Regions from separate parts of the Mus musculus genome. Here region 1 is linked to region 2. A link is a contact called in public HiChIP or PLAC-seq data. All regions are on one chromosome and are shown on one strand. The core of a region is the stretch at or near the end of the contact, and the rest is flanking DNA. Distances in the headings are between cores, read along the strand shown. Region 1 overlaps Myo16 (myosin XVI). Region 2 holds the start of Tnfsf13b (tumor necrosis factor (ligand) superfamily, member 13b).

Region 1 (4,913 bases), core at 757-3,256, 410 kb after region 2:
TCTTCTATTTTTTTTTTTTTTTTTGAATGTCTGTGCTGGAAAAGGAGCTTTGTTGTCATGGTTTATAATTAATTAACATGTAAATTTATGGAAATTGAATTAACAATGCCATTTAACAGAATCCTGTCTCTTTTCCCAACCAGCCAGAATTTCCACTTACATGCTGGAGAAGTCCAGGGTTGTGGCTCAGCCTCCCGGCCAGGGCACCTTTCTGATTTTCTCCTGGTTGATGGACGGGTTATCTTCGGAAGAAAAATGTGGACTTCACCTTAATAACTTCTGTGCACACCGGTGAGTGATCAAAGGCTTTATAACAGTTTCCTGAACATTGGAAGCACAATTCTCAGCTTCAAATTGTCTTCATATGCCCAAGGAAGGCTGTTGGCCACTGTCAGGGCTGAGCTATCTATTAATATGCTGGACTGTCTTACTGTGTCTCAGATGGGAGGACAAAATCCTAGCATTCTGTAAGCATGCGGATGCTGTTTGGGAAACACTGTCTGATCTGCTGTCATCTTGTAATGTGTCGGGCCATGGTGCGGGTAGCTAATAGTCACTGGGTTTACACAAGAAAGAGAGGACTCTCAGTGCTAAATCAAGGGTGGTTGTTCTTCATGGGAGGTCAAAGCTTTGGGGAAATGCAGTCATTGGTGACACGTGAAGTCACAAAGGTGGTCTCCTGAGGAACACTGGTTCTACATACTCTCTCCTACCAGAAGCCAGCCAGACCCCACATGGCACTGTACCAGATTTGTGTTTGGATGAGAATTAGAAGTTATAAGGAGTGAATGGTACCCAGAGCAGAGGCTGCTGGGACGTGGGGTCTCCAGCTCATCTCTACTTCACTATGCTAAATTCTCTGGCTTAGTCTGTTGTATTCCTGTGGGGAAGCCTGTGATAAACGAGTGTGTGGTCACCGGCGTGATTCCGTGATACATAACCAGGTCAGGGAGCCGCGTGGTAGCTGATGACTCTGAGATGAGAGAGGGATACCTCAGATGGCTCCTGACATACAGACACCTATTGAGTCCTCACATGCACTTGGGGGCAGCATCCTGGTCAACTGAGAGCTGTCCCAGGGCTTCAATGGAAAGTGTGGTGTTAAGATACAGCAAGGGGCCATTGCATGTGATCAGAGTGTGTAGGAAGCATAACGGTGACTTCACGCACAGGCTACATCAGATGCTTGTCTCTCTTGGAAGAGATGTTGCAGGGCCCTAAACTGATACAAAGCCATGAACCTGTGGTGTCTCTGTGAGGAGCCCCAGCAGGGACAGTCAGGAGTCACAAAGAGTTCGGTGCCCTGCAACAAAGCAAGTGTCTTATTAGCGTGCATTATGAATAGCTAGTGGGTGCTATTCATATGAGGACAGGAGCCCCTGTGTGCTGCAGGATGTATCTGCTTACCCCATATTCTGCACAAACCTGCTGATCCCTGTCTTAAACAAACCTCATCTGAATTTACACAGTCCCCTTCTCCTTCTCTGCTTGCTCCCCCCCTCTCACACACACACTAGCCAAGTATGATGTTGATGAAGTAGGCTGTGTCTTACTAGTGTGCAAACCACCACAGCCTGCAGCCTGTCTCACACACAACAGCTCGTTATCTACGTGAAGCACTAAGAGGCATGTGCAGCAGTCCAGGGACTGCAGGGCCCTTGCACTTAGTATGCCTTCTGTGACCGTTATTCTAAAGGACGAGCACTGTCTCTGCCTGTGGTTTTAGAATCCGTGCAGCAGATGCATCTTTAACTTCAGCTATGTGCATGCTATAAGGTATTCTAAATCCCACACAGATACAGATAGACCCTACATCAGTACTAAAGTCCACCTATACACACATCTCTGCTTACAGCACAGGAAGGCTCGCTAGAGCACAGCACCTCTGCCTAACTGCAGAGCTTGCTCAGGGCAGGGGTGGGCACCCATCCCTCCAGTTCATGAAAACAGCATTTACCAAAGCACCTCTAGCCTTTATCAAGCTCTGACTAGGCAGAATGCATGCCCTGAGAATCCCACAAGAGGGCGCTCTCCCCACACCTCAAAGGGACACAAACCAGCCCAGCCAACCAATGCCAAACCAAACTTTCATTCTTTTTGCTTACACTTTTTTTCCCGTGTTTTTCTTTTCCTTGCCCCACATTTCTTACGTAAATAACATTTCATTTTTTGTGCACACAGTGTCATATGTGGGAGATAAATATAATTTATATTCCTGCAAATCGACATTTAATGAAAGCAGCGTATGCTGTCATTGCTGCTCACTTTAAATGATCTCCCTGCTGGGTTTAGCCTCTAGAAAACTTAGGCTTTTAAACCCGAAGAAGAGACTCTTAATCCCCGTCCTGGCTGACTGATGATGGAGAGGATTGTGGGACGGCACCCTAATGTTCTTCAGCAGAGGTCAGGCTTCGAACTGTGCTGGAAAGCAGTCATTTGACTGTGAGCAGGTGACCTGCTTCTCACCTGCGCTCAGAGAGCTGAGTCACCTCACCGTGGTTTGAACTTGTGATGGCTGCTAGCACCTGTCACAGGAGAGCTGAGCAATTAACTCCCAGGAAAGTGTGTTCTCTGCTGAGTCGTTAACTGCAGGGCTGGGGTGAATCTGAAGACATTTCAGACTTTTTTTTTCAAGGTAAAGAAAAACTTCAGGGTCATTTAAAGGTGACTCTCCATGACTCCATGACATACCAGCATTTGTTCAGGCACACGGTTTTAAGCAAGGGAAAATCTGATGGTTTATAAGACCTGTGTGTGAAAACTGCAGAGGGGTCTTGTAAACCTGTGTTTATAAGTCTTATGACTTAAGGAGTGGTGAAAACCCAGACCTGGCCCATGCTTGCCCCGTGTTCTAAGCTGAGATGCCGACCCTGGCAGCTTGAACCATTGGGCATCTGTCTAGGAAGACTTACGCAATTTTATTCAAAACTAAGTTTCCAGACAAGTTATATTGTGTAGCTTTTTGCTTGAATAATATTTTTGAGGTGGTATCGCAAGACTTTGTGAGTCACTCCACCCTCAGCATCAATAGGCAGCTATATATAGGACTTTTGAACCAGTGCATTTGCATGGATCACGTGACCGTGTCTTAAATCAGCGAGATTTCTGCATGAGCTTTAAACTCGTGAACTCTTTATGCACGGAGGCATCTCTTGCTTTGTTGTTGACACTGGGTGCTTCGAGGATGGCTTCCTACAGGGCTCTGTTGATTCTCAGTAACAGTAGAGAGTCACCTTTGATGTCACCATGGTGAGGATGAGCTGACCAGGGGCTGCAGCGGCCAGCCAGGTCAGCAGCTGGCACGTGCCAAGCTAATGTGAACATGCCTGGCTGTCCCATCCTTGGTGGTTTGGGTCAGAATCTGCACAGTATTCAAGTCGGTAGTGATCCCACCTCATTTCAACTGTGTGCTTGACCATTTCTTAATTCCCCTCCCCTCACCACGCTTTGGACAGTTAAACACTGTTCAAATTTAAGGGTGAAGTCACACAATAAGCTAGGGGTCAGAAGGATTACACAAGAGGGTTAGACATATATTTTAGCATAAATGGAATTTCTCGTGAGATTTCTAGTGGGGGGAAATCACATTTGATTGGAAAGGTTAAAGGTCACATGATCCAGGGTGGGTGTGTGCTTCCTTGTAATTTTATCATGGTTACTTGAAGCACTTCTACATAAAAATAGAGTAAACACTGAGGGTGCTTAGAACAGAGCATTGGATAAGAGCAAGCTGTTGGGAGGTAGGGCAGACACTGTATCGTTTGATTTTATCAAACCATGTTTTATGCATGGCCACAAAGACCAAGCCCCAGTCTCTGAGGGAGAGGATGGTTGACCGCCCTCCAGGCCCCTCCACTGCCTGACTGGTGGTGGCTTCAGTTGTGGGAAGTTGTACTGAAGTTCACACGTTACTAAGTGAGACGGATCAGCCTGCCGACTCCTAGTGGGCTCGTGCACTTCAGTCATGGAAAGAGAAAGTCATTCTTGGGTCAGAACACAGCTCAACACTAATCCGGGCTTGGCATGCATTAGCTTGTGAGTTTGGAGACGTGGGGATCTGGCCTTAATGACTTACTCATTATTCCCAAACCCAAAACGCTCTGAGAACCAGACGTTTATTTATGACTTATGTGGTGGTGAAAACCCAGACCTGGCCCAACCTTGCTCACCATCGATGTTCGAAGCTGAGATGAGACCCCGGCAGTTTGAACCATTATGCATCTGTCAAGGAAGACACATGAGATTTTATTCAGGACTAAATTGTTTTTTGATTAGAAGATGTTGCCCCAGGTCTACCAGGGATGAAAACACTACTTTTGCTTTTTTAAAATGTGGATTTCGGAATGAGCTTTGCTTTAACAGCAAAGCAGGGTCTGCTGCAGCATCACAGTGCGCGGGTCTGAGCAGAGTAGGGTCCAGCTTTCTCACTGTGTTCCAGACACCTAGCACCTCCAGGACCCCCGCAGAGCACTGGCTGGGGGAACATTAGTAAGACACACCTTACCTCTGAACAGGAAGCTCCTGCCGCCTTCTGTCCCCATCCTCCCAAACCCTACTTACTTATTATAAGCATAGATCTATTTTACTGCCTGTAAATTATGGGATGTGAGATGGGCATAGATAGAGACCATTGAGTGGACTTCGGTTTGCTCAGCTGGTCACTGTGACTGGATAGATAGATGGGAGTTTTAGATTTGGGTAATGAAAAAGGGCAAGGGCAGGGCTACTGGGTGGTCCCACTGAGATTTCACAGGGTCATGTTCACAGCTTGTGTGTGTATGTATGTTTTTAACGTGTGACTGTGTTGTGTGAGAGTATATATGTATGTTATGTGTGTCTATGTTTGACTATATGTGTTCATTTGTGTGTTTATATATAAGTATATGTGTGTGTGCAGGTGTTTTCATGTGTGC
Region 2 (4,852 bases), core at 1,415-3,914:
GTTTCCTGGACTAAGCAGGCACCGGGTTCTCAGCCTGTCCTGCACACATAGTCATAGTAGGGCTACCCAGCCACTCGTGCAGTCCAATCTTATAAGATTCCATTTACAATCTTTATTCATTCTACAAGTTTATTCATGTAGGGAAAAAAAAAAAAAACCACTATGGAAAAGTGAGCATATGGGTAAAATAGCCAAAATCATGGAAATTGAGGCTGAAAATAAAAAGCAGGTAGCTGTGCTAGTAGTAAAGAGTCAGTTCATGAAATCAGAACGTGGTGGGAAGGATGATGACGGATACAACCAAGCAAAAGAAACATTACAGGACAGCAGCCAAAGCTGAGACAGTAGCACCTCCAACTGGGAGTGCGCACAGCCACAAGCCCACACAGCCGGGGAGCGCCAGTCATCGGAGCTGGAGCAGGGGGTTCCTCAACCCAAAGGAAACAGGCATCTTACGAGGAATTGAGAGTCCCCAACTTAAGTCACCAGAGAAGAACATTTCCATCTCATGATTCAGTCAAAAAATACATAGCAAAGAAACAATATTAAAAACTGTAACGGAAAAACGCCAGTTCTCTCCGTGGGCAGAAACACCAGAATAACAGCCAGGAAAGTAGGGAATATTGTATTTTAAGACCTTAAAGTAAGTGATTGCCAGTCAGGATTGATAGAAATAAAAACACTTTATGCAGCGCGTGGCAGTGGGGTCTATGCTGCAGAAATGATCTGTCTGAATACTATCTAGGGGAGGGGGAGAGTCTCACTCAGAGAAGCCCAGGAAAGAATAAATACATGAGAGCAGTGCAGAAACAAAGGAGAGCTGGGATCCGGCATGGCCAACACAGCAAGTCAGAAAAACAAAAAAACAAACAAAAAAATACTAATAGGACAGGGAGAAATAATTAGCAACATCCTAGCATCCCCCACAACCAACAAACCCACAGGAAACAGCAATCCCTTCTCAAAAAACCTAATGCAAACTTCCTCAGCACCAACATGCAGACCAACTTATTGCATCAAGACAAGATCTAACTATCTGGTATTCCAAGAGATGTGCCGTACGTGGTGGCCACCCACAAACTGCCGAAGGGCAGTGAGTACACCAGTGCTGTGCGGTGGTCAAGCAATAAAGAGTGCACTCACCATCGAGTAAATCTCAGATTAGATCATCAAACCATTTCCTCTGCAGGAAGCAAACCTTTGAGTTAGGGAGAGATAACGTTCATTTCCTAAGAAATCTAAGAGCCCTCACTGTAAAGGAGCTGTTTTTGTGTGAACTCTGTGGGCGTTGTACAGTGGTGCCTGCTAGCCAGAAGGAGGCTTCTTGACAAACTTTTTTGGAAGAAGCAGTGGCCATTGATGCACAGTGACAACCACTACCTGAACCAACACTGGACACTTATTCTAAAATGACCTGGACTCAGATTGGTCTGGGCTTTAAGTTGAGGAGTTTGGCCATGAAGTTCTTTGCCTTATAGAGCAGAGAAGGCAAAGGGCATCTTATAGCCCAGCTAGATAATTCCCTCTGGATAATTATACAGAACAGGAAGAAGGTGCCGTCCTTTGGTCTTGCACTTCTTCGAGTCATTTAATTTCTGTATGTGATTTGGTAATAACACATACCTGAGATATGTGCTTGATTTTGAAGCCGGGTTTTGCTCTGGAGCCCAGGCTAACCCTGAACCCACAATCCTCCTGTCTCAGCTTATCATGTGGTGGAATTCTAATCCTACCATTAAGTCTCATGAGGGAGGGCCAGGGGCAGAAGCTGGATGGGTGGTGGGGAAGCCTCCCTCTGGAATCCTTGCTGCTGTGTGTCCTTGTTTCTGAGATTTTCTTCCTAAGCTTCTGAGGGAAGGCAGCATGAGGCAAAACCACTGCTCAGCAGCCCGAGGTTTAGACAAATGGAGTCTCGGCTAAGTGTTCAATGGCCTGTGCTGACTGAAGATAAACGGATGTTGAGGTACCAGGCTCCCAGCCAGCCTTCCAGACCAGGAAAGACTAAAATGAATGGAGCAGTGCCTTCATGTCACCAAGCCCAGGCACAGACTGAGGACATCCTGTGTCCATACCTGTGAAACGAGTGCCATCAATGTGGAGACTGTGTGTCAGCTCCTAGCGGGGTGGGGGTGGGGACTGAGTCTCTGCCATGCTTCCCTGTAATCCACCCCACATTTAAAGCTCCCCCACCCCACCCCCACCCACCCCCACCCCCGGTGTGGCCTTAAATAGAGCTGTAGCATGTTCTCTTCGTTGCCCCACCAAGACGAGAGCAGAGTTCAGATGGAGTTCAGTCACTCAGCTTTATGGCGCTCCATTTCATCTTCCACTGGGGAGCTGTTGGCTTCCTTGTCCGGCAGCCAAATGCAGTTCAGACTCAAGCACTGAGCTTATCTGACTTGTACATTAATTATCGTTTATTACACCACTAGGCCTTCAGTGTCCCCTTTCCCCTTCCTTAGAAGCCATGTGGCTCCAAGTAGACAGTTCTTAAGAGCACACTGAAGGGAAAGCACCTTCGATAAGCTTGTCTGGAGTGAGTCAGTCTGAACCCCAAGCTGCCCCCCCCCCCAGCCGCCGTGTCAGAGGCCTCGCATCTCCCACAAACAGGACTGTATTGAGATAGAATGAAACATCTTACAAAAACTGAAAGTGAAATGCGGAAGGCAGATTGAGCAATCCATGGAAGGCCAGAGCCAGAGAACCTACTTCAGGGTAGCAAAAGATGCAGAAGAAAGTCAGGAGAGCGCTCCTGGGGGAACCCAGCCCTGCCATGCTCTGAGGGCAGTCTCCCAGGACACAGATGACAGGAAATGACCCACCCCTGTGGTCACTTACTCCAAAGGCCTAGACCTTCAAAGTGCTCCTCGTGGAATGGATGAGTCTGCAAAGACCCTGCCACCACCGTGCCTCTGTTTTTGCTCCGAGAAAGGAGAAGATATGAAAGTGGGATATGATCCCATCACTCCGCAGAAGGAGGAGGGTGCCTGGTTTGGGATCTGCAGGGATGGAAGGCTGCTGGCTGCTACCCTCCTGCTGGCCCTGTTGTCCAGCAGTTTCACAGCGATGTCCTTGTACCAGTTGGCTGCCTTGCAAGCAGACCTGATGAACCTGCGCATGGAGCTGCAGAGCTACCGAGGTTCAGCAACACCAGCCGCCGCGGGTGCTCCAGAGTTGACCGCTGGAGTCAAAGTGAGTTCACCCCTCCTCTGCCTGTGCAGGAGCCCCAGGTATGCCACTCCACAGCTGTCCAGTAACGGACTGGTTGTCTCTTTTCCTAGCTCCTGACACCGGCAGCTCCTCGACCCCACAACTCCAGCCGCGGCCACAGGAACAGACGCGCTTTCCAGGGACCAGAGGAAACAGGTACGGCTGGGGCACAGCAGTTAAGAGCTGGGGCTGTGCTGTGCACACCTGCAAGCCGCCCGGCCGCGGTGAACGAAGCACTTTGTGTAGCTTTGTAGCAATTGCAATAAGCTGCGTGGCGTGCCTTGCCCTACACTGAGCAGGGTGTATGGATAGGAGGATCCCTGTGGGAGGTGACAAGACGACTAGGGTGCACGGATCTCTCGCACTGATGTGTGCTCAAGGACTTAGCCGCAGAGCTCTTCCTGTCACCGCAGTCACGTGACCGCCTGCATCCCAGACAAGAAGCCATTCCCTAGCATTTTCAGATTTCCCATGTTCTGGCCAAGTTCAGATGTGGACAAACCCTGCATTATGAGGTTTTACTAATTTTTTTTTTAAACACACGCGCGCGCACACACACACATTGTGGGGGCAGTTGCAAAACACACAGAAATGGCAAAGACTGTAATGCACCCTTTCCATATGCAACATAATTTCCGTGTAATCAGTCTGGTGTGGCTTCAGTGGTTGTTGTCCATTCCCCAGCGTTTTGCAGAGTTGGGAGTTACTGAAATGGACTTTTCTTCTTGCTTCATGAGGAAAAAAAGAAGCAATACTTGTTTGTTAACAATACAATTCAGCACACTCCTGATGTTGACTGCCTTTTTATTCTTATAAAAAAATTTTTACCTGATAGTCTGAGTGAAAAACAGCTTAAAAGCTATATAAACAACAAAAATTCTTGACTCTCTAAGTTACATGCCAAAAGAGTATGAAAATATTACATGCACCGCAGTACCAAAATTTTTGTGCAAATCTGAAATTTACTGTATGTAGTGTTAGCTACCTTCTAACCTTTTTGCTGAAATAATTACAGCATGTATAGTGCACTGTACACAATAATAGAACATATGCCATGGTGCATATGTAGTAACAGTACATATACCACAATGGATGGAATAATAGCACATAATTACAGAGCATGTAATAAGTGCCCTGTATGTCACGGTGTGTGTAATAACAGTGCATAATCACAGCGCACATAATGGTACAAGCAGTACACTCTGCTGTATTTTATTTCTTATTTTACAATAAATATCTCACTGATTTCTTAGTAATTCCCTTTGTCTAATTTGCTGCTTGTGCTTTAAATAATGATTTTATTATTACTGTGACTGATACAGGATACACAATTTTTCTTGTGTGTATCTCTTGTGTCTGAGGAATTATGCATTCAATAGAACCATAGATTATTATTCAAGTTTCTTATTGTGAACTCTTTGGGGTGACAGGTTTCTATATGCTCATTAGAATTTCATCGTTGTACCTTCATTTCCATACTTATGTAGCATCAGATAGCTCCTCAAGTTTGAGTGTGAACCCCATCCACTAATTATAAATACTGTTCACATGTTTTTATCTTATTTTCAATTTTGTATTTTTAAATTAATTGGTTAGTTATCTATCCTTTTTATTTATTTATTTTAACAATTTGACATTGATG

Evidence for each region. HiChIP or PLAC-seq counts read pairs in DNA pulled down with a chosen protein or histone mark.
Region 1: an H3K4me3 HiChIP or PLAC-seq map of embryonic midbrain shows a contact between it and region 2, with 6 times the contacts expected there. The contact joins the enhancer-like site here to the promoter of Tnfsf13b in region 2. A contact is called at or near these places in 4 of 39 promoter capture datasets (cranial neural crest, embryonic stem cells, frontonasal cranial neural crest and 1 more), 2 of 484 Hi-C or Micro-C datasets (embryonic stem cells and uterus), 3 of 115 datasets of contacts at active chromatin or transcription factors (embryonic basal ganglia, embryonic midbrain and stem cell-derived neural progenitor cells) and 3 of 9 other capture datasets (adipose tissue, liver and macrophages).

The regions. Positions count from the first base shown.
Region 1 is chr8:10,413,000-10,417,912 of GRCm38.p6, forward strand. Myo16 (myosin XVI) reads left to right here. Exons shown (of 35, transcript NM_001319151.1): 16 at 144-291. It overlaps Gm51561 (a long non-coding RNA gene), which reads right to left. Exons shown (of 3, transcript XR_003947504.1): 2 at 4,170-4,221; 3 at 290-1,303. Among named protein-coding and RNA genes, the nearest start is that of Gm51561, 15 kb to the right of the region's middle. Within about 2 kb of position 2,007, at least 15 of the 459 cell types and tissues checked have an H3K27ac peak or open chromatin away from gene starts, as enhancers often do.
Region 2 is chr8:10,003,969-10,008,820 of GRCm38.p6, forward strand. Tnfsf13b (tumor necrosis factor (ligand) superfamily, member 13b) reads left to right here and starts at 2,665. Exons shown (of 7, transcript NM_033622.2): 1 at 2,665-3,192; 2 at 3,282-3,366. The coding sequence starts at 2,875.